3 separate regions of the Mus musculus genome follow, and regions 1 and 3 are each linked to region 2. A link is a contact called in public ChIA-PET and Hi-C data. All regions are on one chromosome and are shown on one strand. Each heading gives the region's core, a stretch centred on a gene start, on an enhancer-like site or on the middle of the called end of the contact. The rest is flanking DNA. Distances are from core to core; before and after follow the strand shown. Region 1 overlaps Cdk6 (cyclin-dependent kinase 6). Region 2 holds the start of Ankib1 (ankyrin repeat and IBR domain containing 1). Region 3 holds the start of Cdk6 (cyclin-dependent kinase 6).

Region 1 (4,404 bases), core at 322-2,821, 290 kb before region 2:
CGAGACAGGGTTTCTCTGTGTAGCCCTGGCTGTCCTGGAACTCACTTTGTAGACCAGGCTGGCCTCAAACTCAGAAATCTGCCTGCCTCTGCCTCCCGAGTGCTGGAATTAAAGGCGTGCGCCACTACGCCCGGCACAGCAAGGGTTTTTATATCTACCTGCCAGTTAGTGCCTTATGTGCTAAGTGGGTGATCATTCAATTAATGTTTAGTAAATAAATCAATTAATTGACTTTTCTGTGGGCTCTGATTTGAACAGCTGTTAATTATAAAGTGATAAGTTTGTTTCCTTAGATAATAACTCTAGAAGGGAGTGTAGAGTAAGTATATAATAGTAAGATAGTATTTTTCGAGCAGTCACTATATGGACATGGAAAATCCTACCCACCAAGGGAAGGCAACAGCTGAAGTATGCCACAGTTCAAATGCAGGTTACAGAGGTGTTCTATAGGGTGACCCCCTGGCTTCCTTGCCTTGTTGGTATTCAATAAAAGTATTTATAAATGAAATCTTTCATCTCGCTCTATGCATGAATCACTTCCTTTCTGTAGCAGGCATGTCGGTGTACACTCTTGTGCTGGGAAACACCCTGCCGTTCACTGAGGTTCCGTATCTGTATGTTCTTTTTAGTTGTTTGTTTTAAAAGACATTAATCTGAAAGTTGCCCCCTTTGTAATTTGACCCTGAAGAAATTGCTGATAGCAGCCTTAATATGCAAAGTTTGGAGGTTTTTGTAAAACTGTGTGCAGGAGAAATGACTTTTTCCCAGTTCAGAATAATGAGTTCCCTTTAGAAAAATCAGCATCCCTCCCTGATAAAATTCCCTCTTTCGCTGATTAGTTATAAGATCTTTAATATGTAATAAATACATAGTAACTTAGATAAAGGACCTATATGTGATATGCAAGCTCACTATGTAGGTATGTGTCAGTGTTTTCTTCCTTGGTTGATTTTTTTTTTTTTTTTTTTAGCTCTTGAAACAAGGTCTAACTTACATGACCTGGCCTTGGCCTTGGCCTGGCCTGGCCTGGAACTTACTATGGAGACCAGGCTGGCCTCAGACTTAAGTGCTGGAGTTACAGGAGTGTCCTGCCACACCCAGCCTCTTCCCCTGCATATCCACCATCTGAAGCACTTCATTATCCAATATAATATTAACCAGGAGCACGAGGAGTGCTTGTCTGTGGGGGACTTTATTTATAGATGTCTTAAATCTCTCTCTCTCTCTCTCTCTCTCTCTCTCTCACTCTCTCTCTCTCTCGTGTGTGTGTGTGTGTGTGTGTGTCTGTGTGTGTGTGTCTGTGTGTGTGTGTGTGTCTGTGTGTGTCTGTGTGTGTGTGTGTCTGTGTGTGTCTGTGTGTGTCTGTGTGTGTGTGTGTGTCTGTGTGTGTCTGTGTGTGTCTGTGTGTCTGTGTGTGTTTGTGTTCCACTTCTAGATCCGTTTTGAAGCTGGGCATTGTAGTATACGATAAAGTATCACTTAGTGGATCCTATGAAGTAGATGTTATTATCTCCATTCACAGATGAGTCAACTAAGAATAAAACAAGTCAAGGGACTTTCCTAAAGTCATGTGGAGAGAAATGGTTGGGTTGGGTGTTTCCCTAACAGTCCATACCAGTGTTTGCTCCAGTCAGCAAACACCCTTTAAACATTAGTCTGGGAACACAGCATGGTGGTAGCTTGCTTACCTAGCACTTGTGAGGCCTTGAGTTTAATTCTCAGATATATGTATGTATGTGTGTGTGTGTGTGTGTGTGTGTGTATACACACACATATACACACACACGAAGAAAGACATGTAGAGAAGATTTCAAGAGAGGCTTGAAGAAAAGCCTTGCCAATAAACACCAAAAAGATGTACTTGTTTTGCCTGGCAGTGCCATAGATGGCATTGAACACAATTTTGCCACTGGATTTTGTAATGCCCTCCTGTAGTAGGAAAAAAATGCTTGCTTAGCTATATTAGTGAAATGAATTTCTTTCATAAAGGATTTCAAGGCTATCAAAGATGGCTCAGTGAATAAAGATGCTTGTTGCCAAGCCTGAGAACTTGAGTTTAGTCTCCTGCACCCAAACAATGGAAGGACAGGGCCATGGCCTAAGAGCTGACCTCTGATCTTTACACATGCACTGTGACGCTCATGTATACACATCCTAAATAAATAAGTAAGTAAATAATAGGTTAGTACAGTTTTATCTTCACATTAACTATTGTAAGGTATAAAAATGGAATATCTAACATAAAAACTTGGAAATAAGCTAAAATTATTATTCATAATAGTCATTAAAATGAATAATACTCCATTTCCAGGCATTACACACACACATACAAATATTGACAAATAAGTTGGTTTCAAAGTATGACATGACAAAGCCCTAGCTCATGTGAGAGTTCAAAATATGAAAAGATTCATGTCTATAAGTTGTGCAAATAAATGATCATGGGAGAGGTGAGTACCTGTGGGGGTCAGAGGGCATCTCAAGTATTGGCCCTTGCCTTTCAGCCCTGTACGACTTGGTCTTTGTGCTCTCTGCAGCTGCCACACGGGCTAGCTAGCCCACAGATTTTGGGGGTCTCTCCTTCTCTGCCTCCCAGTGCAACACTGGTGCTCTGGAACAAATGAAATACATTTGCACACCACTGGCCCTCCTGCCCTCGTGCATGTGCAAACCTTTTCTTTACCAAAGCAACCCTGTCAGCCATTCACAACACAGAGAGTGCTCTGTTTTCTGTAGTCACGTCTACATTTGTCATACATTTCAATTTATCATCACATGTCATTTATTGTTTTAAATATGTATTTCTTCTTTCTGTGTTTACTGAGTACATATTGATTGCCAAGTCTAGATCTAACAATTTTCACATCTGGATCTTATTATGAAGAAAGTAATAAGTACGTGTATATCTGTATGTGTATGCACACATATTTGCAAATAAAAACTTAAAAAAGAATGTGCAGTCATCTCAAGAAATGAATATAAGGTAAATTATACACACATAACCACATATGCCAGAGCTGAGGAGTACCCAGAGCCGATGAATGACAGTTCTGGGCTAGCGGAATTACTTATGTTATTTTAGTTTTAGTTATGCTAGCATTCATGAAACAGCTGTTCTCTCTTCTCTTGAGAGACGGCGAGGGTGCTTCCAGCCGCTTATGTGTGGGATTGAAAAGAATAAAGTTTGACCTTGTTCTATGCGCGTGAGCTGAGCAGTAAGTAAGGAGTCTACTCATATCAAGCCAAGGACTTGGGAAGGGCCATGCTGGGGTCTAGGGAGAGCTGGTGCGTCCCCATTAAGTTGGCAGTGGGGAGAGATGTATTGTTATTAGGGCAGTTGTAACAAGCTGAAAGAATACATCCACTATAACAACCAAGGGAGTTTTAGGACATGATTATTCTTCTGAGCTTTGCAAATGCACAGTAATTTGCAGGAAGCCCTTCTCTTGCCCTGTGGAGGAAAGCGAGCCCAGTAATGAAAATGAAGTGGGGCCACCTGTCAGCTGACTACAGTCTAATCAAAACTCCAGCTTGAGGCTCATCTGGTTGGTTCAGTTTAAGTGTTTAGTGATTTATCTTAGAGTACAGGTTACAATAGGAGAATAAGCATAAACCATAAAACAGACTTATGCTTCCAAAACCCTTGAGGGTAGCTTGCTGCGGGCTCACTTGTAAAAATCACTTGGAAGTTTTATTTGCAGGCTGATCTAGTTTTTAAAACCAGCTTTTAAAATGAGGGGGAGGGAAGGAGGAGAGGGAGAGAGAGAGAGAGAGAGAGAGAGAGAGAGAGAGAGAGAGAGAGAGAGAGAGAGAGGGAGGGAGAGGGAGAGAGAGAGAGAGAGAGAGAGAGGTGGTGAGTACAGTTGAGTCTTATAAAACAAAAGAAGCACCTTCAGCTGGGTCATAGGAAAGGCAGAGTGAGGATTAAACATGGACCCGTGAAGAGCCACCTGCTGTCTTTGGCAGAAGGTGCTGCTATATAAGGTTTAAGCTTAAGCGAACAGAAAGTCATCTAAAGTAATCGTAGTTCGTGATGATAATAATATAATGTGTGAAACTCACGGTCTTTGGTAATGTCCTATGTAATAAAAAACGATTTTCCTTATATGTTAATTTTAGGAAGTAGCTATTTTTGTATTGTATTACTGAGCCAGGAAAAAAAAATGCGTGTACAGAAGTATCTTTGAAATTTTAAAAAGTATCCTTCAGATTTGCTTCTTTCAATAGAGTATCTCTATTGCTGAATTTTAAATAATTTATTTAAAAGAATTAATAGGTCTGTGATCCAGAGGGTGGACGGAAAAAAGAGGTAAAATGGTATCAAAAAAAAATTACACTAGTTTTTTCTCTTGTGTGCCTTTGTCCCACTGGGTACCATCAAGCATCCCTCCCTCTCTGTCCTCA
Region 2 (4,517 bases), core at 982-3,481:
CCCTCAAAGGGAAGAAAATTACTCAAAACGCTGAGGAAAGTTTTTCACTCCATTCATGGAGATCAGAGAAACTTTATTCATGCTTTTCCATCAACTGTATTTCCTCATATATGAAAATAACTTTGATCTTTTACCTACAGGCAGGCTATATAAATATATGTGTTTCACTTTCACAAGTGAGCACACCCAGGAAAGGAATCACGTCTCAGAAGTGAGGGTGCCGCAAGAGTTTAAAAGAGTGGCTAACAGAACTCTATCCCCATGGCTCAGCATGCACCTGTTTATAAGACTGCATACATGACTTCAGGACTCGTACATAGCATAAACTCAAGATTCTCAGAGCTTTGAGAAAACAAATAAATTAAGTAGGAAATGTTGTTCCTATCTTTCCTCTTTGTCCCAAAGATAAAAGAAACTAGTGGAATTTTCAAAAAAGATTGTTCCATGCAGCTAGCCATTCCCTGAGGAAAACCCTTAGAGCTTCTTCATCAGAAGCTGATTTTACACCTTCAACAATGCCCTCAAGTCTGCACAGTGCTGGGCTTCTGTGCCAAGGAAAGTCCATTTCCAGACAGACTGTGGGAGCTACATCTTCTGCGTCTGCTTCAAACTAAACTGTGAAGTGTAAAGTTACAGCCCAAGATAAACTGCTAAACGGCTTGCTGGGGTGACTAAACATATTTATTGTTCCTAAAGAAATAATTTCCAAGAAAAAAAAATCACCAATGTTACCATACTACCTTAGTTTACAGAATATTAACAGAACCTACACCGTACAGAGTAACATTATTTTTAGAATTATCATTTGCTTTCTAATAGTACCTTAAAAAGTAGTTAATGCATTGACAGCTGTCTAATCACTGACAGTATTAAAATTATATTTTAATCTAATTTCTGGAAAGTTCTGCAAAAGCAACCTAAAAATGCAAACTAAAATTTAACGAGAAACAGCCTAGTCAAACAGTAATCAAAACAGTAAGAAATTAACAGCATCCAAAGTACACTATCTAAAACTCCAGATGTTTTCACATTTGGTCTTCACATTTACTAGTAAACCTGAATGGGTCTTTCAATCCAAAGATTTTTCAACATGCCGTTCCATAAGAATGACGCTTGTGAGAATAAAAACTCTTCAAGACCTGCTTCATTACAGCTGTAGCTTCAATTACCTCCGACTCAAACATCAATGTACGAACAGTTCACACATACGTAGAGGAATGAGGGTACAGAGGAGCGTTCATTCTTTTGTTTGGGTGGCAAAAGCAACACAAATAAAGGTTCAGTGGTGCCATCTGCACCTATCCCCACCCATGACAGTCCTACAGAGCACTTTTAACCTAGTCGCTCCTCACTATTTCAGGTCCACGGAGTTAGTGGAATCCAAGGCTTTCCAGGTCCCAACAAGGGTTGCGGAGACTGTGAGGTCCGGGGTTCTACAGAAAATGAAGGAGGGCACGAATCTTTTGAGGACAGAGGGACAAGGCTATGTAGACGTGTGTGGAGGATGGGACGCGCCGCGGAAACCGGGAGGCTTGCAAATTCGCGAGCGCGAGAAACCCCGTAGGGCAGACAGGATGCTGTGCTCCTTCGGGGACGGGGAGAGAAGGGGTGACAGGGCAACCCTCGCAAGAGACGCGGAAGGGCGTGAACTAGGCAGGCTCGAGACTGCCTCGGCCAGAGCCGAGCCGCGAAGCAGAAACTTACGGTTACTTCTCCCGGCCGGGACCGGGCTCGCGTCGATTCCCCCCAGATCTGCAGGTCTTCCTCTGTCGCGGCCACCTGGCTCTCGCGCCGAGCGGGTGACCTCTCGGGTCCACTCGGCGCCCCACCCACCCGCCGGCGGCGGCGGCTGCGGGAGCCGGAGGATGCGCGCTGGAGGCCCGCGGGAAGCGCTGCGCGAGCCCGACGCGCCCGGCGAGCTCACACTGGGCGGGCGCCCCCCATCTTCTCCCGCTGCGCGCCGCCGCTCTCAGGCTATGGAGGAGGGGGGCGGTGGCGCCTGCCTCCGCCGCTCGCTCAAGTCCAGCGCATGGTCGTGCCGCGTGCGCACGCAGCCGCGGAGGCCGACCTCCCTTCCCCGACCCCCGTCCTTGCTATAGCTAGCGTCGGGCTCGGCTGCCGCCAAACCCCGCGAGCTCACGGTCGCCCGCTCCCAGACAGCTGCGGCCGCCGCGCGAAGTGGCACGGACCGGCACGAACGGCGGCTCCCCGCGGGCCGACCCGGAAGCTTTTTCAGCCGCAAACCTGAAGCGGCCTTGGGGGCGTAACCCCGGAAGTTATTGCCCGGCGCCGGTAGCGGTGGGATGGCGAGCTGAGGCCTTTGGGAGCCCGAAGCTGGTGGAGAGGCTGAAGGGTTCCTGGAGCCGAGGGAGAGGAAGGACGGTGGGGAACAGGTGCCCTGAGACCCGAACTCGCGGGGCGGCTTTTGGTGACAATCCAGGGGCTTCCTGCCACAGGAAGTTGGGGTGGGCCTCCTAGATAGGCAGAAGGAATGAGAAAACGGTGACGGGCTGGCTCCGCCATCCTTCGACTGCCGCCCCACCCACTGACTTGGATGTAGCGGCTCGGGAGAGGATCCGCCGCCCGCCCGGGTGAGTCTTTCCCGTTTCCTTGGCGGAAACAAGGAAAGCAAGGCAAGAAGAGCCAGACGCCGGCTGGAGCCAACGGCAGGAGCACCGAAGCTCGCCCACGAGGCTCTGCATCAAGGCGTGTTGTTTCTTACACGCCGGTACCGAAAAGTCACCGGCGTCTCTTGGGTGGGAACTTTTGGAGCAAAAGCAGCTTTGCATTTTTCCCGGTAGGGGAGCACTGGTGGGTGGTGCCAAGGGAAAGACTTCCCAGGCAGTGTTGTCATTGCCAGGACAGTGACAGCTTATCGATTGTAGCTGTCTTCTCCCATCTATCCGAGTTCTTCCTTTATGTCTCCTTTTGGCTTGCACTCTCTGCTCTCTCCTCCCCTCGGTCTTTGTAACTTCACCAGAAGCCTTGATGTGGTTGGCCGACCTCAAGATTTCAGCTCCATTCCTGTCCTGCTCTCTCAGGGAACTTAGCGTGTCTTTATTGTAAACAAACTCACTGACCCACAAAGGAGTAATTACCCCTGCTGTGGGCACTAAGTGAAAATTGTATGCCTCTCCTTTGTCAATCATAATGAAAATCAACAATATCCCTGCATATTTTTTAAAAAAATCGCAGACAGCCCTCCAAGTTATGAACCATCTCCACTTACATAAGTCCTCATTTTTTAGGCAGCATATCATTCATGCCTGAGCATTTCTCCAGTGCAGTGAGCCATATAGCATATTAGCAATGGCTTTATTTATTTTTATTCTTTTGACTAGTTCTCTCTTCCTGTCGGTTTCAGTTGCACCAGCTTCACCTTCATCGCTGGTAGCTTTTGTTGTTTTCCTGGCTTCAACCTTTGTTTCCTTTTATGTCATTGGAAGACTATTTTAAGTGCTCCAGTACAAATACTTTTTTAAAAATAAACTTAAAATAAAAAAAAAAAGAATTTTTGCGAATATGTTGCTAGCAGTAAGTTTGTTTTATATATTTAAAATATGAGTATTTAAAATATATAATGAGTATTCACAAATGAAACACTTTGCTAATAGACGTTTTCTTATGAATTGATTGAGATAAGAATTGGTTTACTTTAAATTCTGTGCAGAAAGTTAACTACTTAGTTTCTCCTTTAGGTACTTTATAGAAAGCATCATTTTCTATAGTTGCCATGTTCTTTGTACAGTGTCTATAATACAGTGTCTTTTTAAGAGGTTTGCAGTTTTTAAGGCTTTCATACATATGTATATATCTTGTTTATAGTTTATTATGTTTTAGTCGGTGTTAATCTGAGATGAAAAGCAGTTGCTAAACAGGAAGTTTTAAGAAAAGCCTTTTTTTTTCTATAGGCAGCTCTTTTGCATGTAGTGGATTTTTAGAATGTTCTTATTAAAATTTTTTTATCTAAAAAAAAATTCCATGAACTATCCTCAAAACTTTAAACAAGATGAAATGTCTTCATCCTAATGTTTCATTCAAACGTCTTCAAGGAAAGACCTTTAGTTTCGGCTGTCCCTGTCTCTGTTGCCTGGCTTTGGGACCCTTCCCCCTAACTAGGCTGCCTCTTCCAGCTCAATAGGAGAAGATGCACATAATCTTACTGAAATTTGACTTGAAGGCTGGTTGATAGCCTTGGGATGTCTCCCTCCCCTTTTCTGAAGAGAAAAGGAGAGTCTTAGGGGAGAGGAGGGAGGGGAAACCTTAGTTGAGATGTAACATAACTAAATAAATAATTGAAAAAAAGAAATACCTTTAGTTTCTTTGGTACAAAATCAGTGAAAACTTTGTAACTAAAAAAACGTTTTATTAAGACAAATGTTTGTGAAATAATACTTGTTAAGCTTTTAGACTAAATTTTATTTAAGATGCCAGAAGTTATTGAATTTTAAAAAGAATTTCATTTTAATGAAACTTTCAAAAATAAGGCATTTTTAAATTTTAGGAAAGTGAGTCAG
Region 3 (4,643 bases), core at 1,932-4,431, 460 kb before region 2:
GTAGCCTCTGTCCAAAAAGGAAAAGATAGGGCTTTGTGAGGCAGAAAGGAAGTGAGAGAAAACAAAACAAATGTAGCTCAAGCTGAAAGTGAAAAGCGCTTGGACAGATTGGTATTTTGTTTTCTGTACGGCATCCTGCCAATCGTCTCCCCCTTCCCCCCCACTCCTCAATAAGGTCCTGTTTTTGCGTGTATGAAAATGTTATCTACCACCCCACGGAACCCCCATAAGTACTGTTGCTTTATTTTGTTTTCATCTGTCCTCATCAGACTGATACCCGTCCCCGTTCCCCCCCGCCCCCGCCGCCTCACCCTGTCAACACCCCAACTCTGGGGGACCTTAGGTGCAGACCCCCGATGCAGACCCCCGACGCCGCATCCCACTGGATCCCTTTTACGCCACTTATTTTCAGTCGCGAGATTCCCCCACTAGAGTGGTTGCAGTGAGAACCGGAAATTTTCATTTAACTCTCCCCCGCCCTCCGGGCCCCCAGTTCGGAGCCGATCGCTGGGGAGCACAGCCAGGGCCCGGCCGGGCCTTGCTCGCTTGCTCCGGAAGGTTTTAATTTGCACACTCGCCTCCGGGTGGTTCTCGGGCCCCGAGGCTCGCAGGTCCCCCGCCCCGCAGTCCTCCACTCGGGCCCCCAGCCGCGGCCAGAGCCCCGAGGCCCCCGAGCCTCCCCGGCTCCCCCTCGGGCGGCGCCCTCCGCCGTCCCTCCGCCCTCCACCGCTGTGCCCACCCCCTACCCGCAGAGCGCTGCTCGCCTGGGCCGCAGTAGTCAGTTACCTGCTCCGCGGGGCGAACACGTGCGGGGGCAGACAGACACTCCAGCTTCACAGGAGGCCGGCGTCCCTGGACCGCAGGTAAGGGGCCACGGACTCACGTGGGTGGGCTGAGGGGCGAGGGTCTCCGACAAGGATCGGAGTGGGTGAGAGTAACGGGGTGTAGGGGGCTGTGTGGCCCCTCGGAATCCGCTTGGGTTAACCCCTTAGGAGTTGAGACTGGGTAGGTTATGGGGGCCACCTAGAGCTAGAGATCTCCAGAGGAACCTCCCACAGCGGGGACACCCCGACACTAGAGTCCTATGCCAGTTTGAACAGATTTCATGCGTAAAATACCCATACGTTCACTTTTCATCGAGCTTCCCCAAACTGACTCTACTTGGACAGTCACATTTAAAATTGAACGTGCACCGTCTGGGTGGGATTCCGTGCTGTAGAGTGTGTTTCCGCGCCCCCACGCTCATTTTCCCTGTGCAAGTTCCCTCTGTAACCTCCCGAGGGGTGTGGGTATGGGCCCCATCTTCCCAATTAAGGAGTAAAACGTTCGCCCAGGCTTCCTGCTTGGCGACCCCTCTGGCGCGTTATGCACGGAGTAGTGCACACAGCCCACCGGGGTTGAAGCCCCGCAAGCGTGCACTCTTGCTTCAAGTCCCAAGTTTACTTTTCTTATTTAAAGCTTTGCAGTTCAAATGCACACCCTGGGCAGGAGCAGCCCGGGGCTCGGCGGCGCACTCGTCCTGTGCACGTGGGCGTATCTGCGCGGGCGCATCTGCGTTTGCGCACACGCGCGGGTCGGGGTCCCGCGGGCGGCCTCCCCTTACTGCGCTGGTGGCGACCCTTGCGGCGTTTGGCAAGGCTTCGGGAGAGGCTCATGAAGGATTTCATTGAGTGCTAAGACAGAGATCAGAGACAGAAAGCAGAAGGAGGCGGCTGCAGCCTTTGTAGTCGCGGAGGAATGCGGAAATGTTGAAGCGCTATGTCAAACTTTTTTGAAATGGGGTCAAGTCACATTCAGCCAGCGTGGGAAAGCAACAACAACTACGAAAAAGTGGAGGAGGGGAGGGGGCTAGGCACCGCCGCTCCGGTCCGGGGGGTGTAGGCCCGCGGGGGTGGGACGGCTGCCCCCTCCTGGAGCCTAGGCTGGACACCGGCAGAGGGGGAGGGCGGGCGCCAAGGCCGTTGCTCCCGCTACCTGTGTGGCCCTCGACCTGGCTCGGACCCCCGGGTGAGGGCTGGAGGGTCCTTTCCGCAGCTTTTTAGGAAAGCTCTCAAAGGAACGGGGAGTGGCCCTGCCTTGGCCGGGCGGTGCTATGCTGGCATCCAGTGGGGGTCGCTCCATGTGTTCTTTAATACCAGGCAGAAGAGCGTGGTGGTGGGGGGGATGGGTACGGGGCAGGTAAACGCATGCAGACCGTTCCGGACACGCGGCTGTGGTGGAACAAGGTCCAGCCCAGACTAAGGCCGCTGTGGGACGGGAAGGCTCACTCGGTCATCCCTAAACAACAGAACGGGGAGGGGGCGCCCGACCGCGCGCGTGGGACCTAGCCTCTGGCCTTTGGAGAACAGAGCGACTGTCTCAGCTACCGACATTCAGCCGCCCAGGATACCGGGCGGGGATTCGGAAGTCTCGACACAAGGGCAGCCCCTTCTCACACCGGGGAGACCTACGTTTACTGCCCCCTACCCCCACCGTCGTAAGGGCGGTTGCTTTTGCACGGCTTGAAAACTTAAGGACCAGTCCCGATTAGCTAGCAAAGTCCCGAAGTTACTTTTTCAGGACAGGACGAGTGAAAGTGTGACGTACCTTCCTTTCCCACATCCTTCGGATCTTTGTGTTTGTGTATGTGTGAGGTGGGGAGCACGACACTACTCCCCTTCCAGGACCCCTCGCTCTCCCACCTCTAGTAGCCCCAGCCCTCCCCTACCAGATGGTCTGTCCTCGCTGAGTTTCCACCAGGGAGGTCCTCCGAATCGGAGGCAGAATTTCGTCTCCCACTAAGCTTGCCATACCCCAAAGACCATTTGTGAGAGCGAGTCCCTTTCAAATGTCTCCCTGTAGAAAAACTGAAAGTAGAAAAGAAAGGAAGCAATTTCCGAGCAGATGTCTGACCACCCCTACTCGCATACTCGCAGCATCGGGTTACAGGGTTCTAGGAGCCCCAACCCCGTTCTGCGGCCCCACGTGGGTGAACCCCCGGTGCTTTTACGCCAGCTTCCGAACTCCCCCAGGTCGCCCCATACCCTGCACGACCAGGCCCCTGGAGTCAGGGAGGGCAGCGGAGAACAATAATATAGGTATAAATATTGAGCCGTGACATTGACGCGCCCGGCGCCTCCCCTCCCCCGCGCTCCGGGCACACTCTGGGCTGCTCGGCACGCCCCCTCTCGTCCCGCTGCGTCCCGCGCTGCGCTCATCCCCGAGGGGCCCCAGCAACCTCTCCTTCGTGAAGACTGCACGAGCCCTGCTGTGGAAGAAAAGTAACTTGGTTTTTCTCCGAGAAACCCGGCCCGATTAGGCAACCAGTGCGAGTAGAGGGAGGAGGAGAGGAGCTGGTGGAACCCTGTGGAAGTCTCCCGGGCAGTCTGATCACACTTTCTCCTTGTCCTCCGGTCTCCTCCTCCTAGGTGCAGAGATTGTGGGCAGACTATGTAATCGCTGCGGAGGGGGAAGAGGAGGGATCGGCGCTCTCCTGCGGCGGCGGCGCGGCGACTCGGCTAGGCGGAGTTTCGCAGCGGCTGCGCCCGGCTTGCACCCGCGGGCGAGAAGGTCGGTCCGTCTAGCCCGGCGGCCGCGAGTCCGACTCCCCGAGGCGTGTAAGGCAGCGAGTGAGCACCCCGGTTCCACTGTGCCGCACCCGCAGCCTGAAGCCAGCATGGAGAAGGACAGCCTGAGTCGCGCCGATCAGCAGTATGAGTGCGTGGCGGAGATCGGCGAAGGCGCCTATGGGAAGGTGTTCAAGGCCCGCGACCTGAAGAACGGCGGCCGCTTCGTGGCTCTGAAGCGCGTGCGAGTGCAGACCAGTGAGGAGGGCATGCCGCTCTCCACCATCCGCGAGGTGGCGGTGCTGAGGCACCTGGAGACCTTCGAGCACCCCAACGTGGTCAGGTGAGCCGGGAGCCCTGGCTATGGGGTCCGGGAAGGTGCTGGGCAAGGGGCGGCTGGTGGCCCAACTAAAGTTAAGAGTTGAGTTTCCCCAGATAAAACCGGTGACTCTGTTAGACAGGGCAGAAAAAGAGACCTGCGGTGGCTTCCGGGCAGCCAAGCTATTCTGAAGAGCTTTCGCTCTGCGTGCCCCAAGGGTTCCGGGGGGGCGTTGGGTGTCTTTTAGGGACAAAACCAGACAATCCCTCCAGCCCTTACTTAACTTTCCCCGTCGGTGGGGGGATTTTTGAGAGACAGAGTGAGATAGTTATCCAGCTTGCAGATAATTAGAAGGAAACTTTAAGGGTGGAGCATAATGTAAATAAAGTTTAAGAAATGTGTAAGAATGTGTTTGCCAATCAAACCCACAGTGGTGACTTTTTTTTTATAGTTGTAGAATGGTTTCTGATGGTCTTAGAAGTTCAGAAGTTTAGACTCTGACACCTAGTGTTAAACATTGTTTGAAAAATGTCTTTCAAGGCTGGGTACTGGGAACACTGAACCAGGAAGATCCAGAGTTCAAGACCCTCCTGAGCTACAAAAGACCCTGTCTGAGAAAAGAAAGGGAGGGAGAGTGGGTGGTAGGGTGGAGGGCGATTGCTTCTCAAAGGGTTTTCTGATTGTATCATTTAGTATCTGTGGACTGGTATGATCTGACTTAGAATGCCTCTCTCATTGGTTAGATGTGAGTCTGTGCTTTAGATTTTAAAGCCTCTGTT

The links. Hi-C and Micro-C count contacts between places; a contact is called where the count stands out from the background. ChIA-PET counts read pairs in DNA pulled down with a chosen protein or histone mark.
Region 1: an RNA polymerase II ChIA-PET map of memory CD8 T cells shows a contact between it and region 2, with 19 read pairs. The contact joins the enhancer-like site here to the promoter of Ankib1 in region 2. A contact is called at or near these places in 1 of 39 promoter capture datasets (pre-B cells), 1 of 484 Hi-C or Micro-C datasets (CD8 T cells), 2 of 115 datasets of contacts at active chromatin or transcription factors (effector CD8 T cells and memory CD8 T cells) and 2 of 9 other capture datasets (adipose tissue and liver).
Region 3: a contact with region 2 is called in a Hi-C map of pre-B cells, with 4 times the contacts expected there. The contact joins the promoter of Cdk6 here to the promoter of Ankib1 in region 2. A contact is called at or near these places in 9 of 484 Hi-C or Micro-C datasets (CD4 T cells, CD8 T cells, the G1E-ER4 cell line and 3 more) and 6 of 115 datasets of contacts at active chromatin or transcription factors (the 230-238 cell line, acute myeloid leukemia, bone marrow-derived macrophages and 2 more).

The regions. Positions count from the first base shown.
Region 1 is chr5:3,508,105-3,512,508 of GRCm38.p6, forward strand. The region is part of intron 5 of Cdk6 (cyclin-dependent kinase 6); the gene reads left to right. Among named protein-coding and RNA genes, the nearest start is that of Fam133b, 34 kb to the right of the region's middle. Within about 2 kb of position 1,572, at least 50 of the 459 cell types and tissues checked have an H3K27ac peak or open chromatin away from gene starts, as enhancers often do. A contact at or near this core is called in CD8 T cells and memory CD8 T cells, where this site is marked.
Region 2 is chr5:3,800,893-3,805,409 of GRCm38.p6, forward strand. It overlaps Ankib1 (ankyrin repeat and IBR domain containing 1), which reads right to left and starts at 2,232. Exons shown (of 20, transcript NM_001289527.1): 1 at 1,705-2,232. Krit1 (KRIT1, ankyrin repeat containing) reads left to right here and starts at 2,273. Exons shown (of 17, transcript NM_030675.3): 1 at 2,273-2,591.
Region 3 is chr5:3,340,712-3,345,354 of GRCm38.p6, forward strand. It overlaps Cdk6 (cyclin-dependent kinase 6), which reads left to right and starts at 3,182. Exons shown (of 8, transcript NM_009873.3): 1 at 3,182-3,260; 2 at 3,408-3,888. The coding sequence starts at 3,656. It overlaps Gm36470 (predicted gene, 36470), which reads right to left and starts at 2,848. Exons shown (of 4, transcript NR_168898.1): 1 at 2,587-2,848.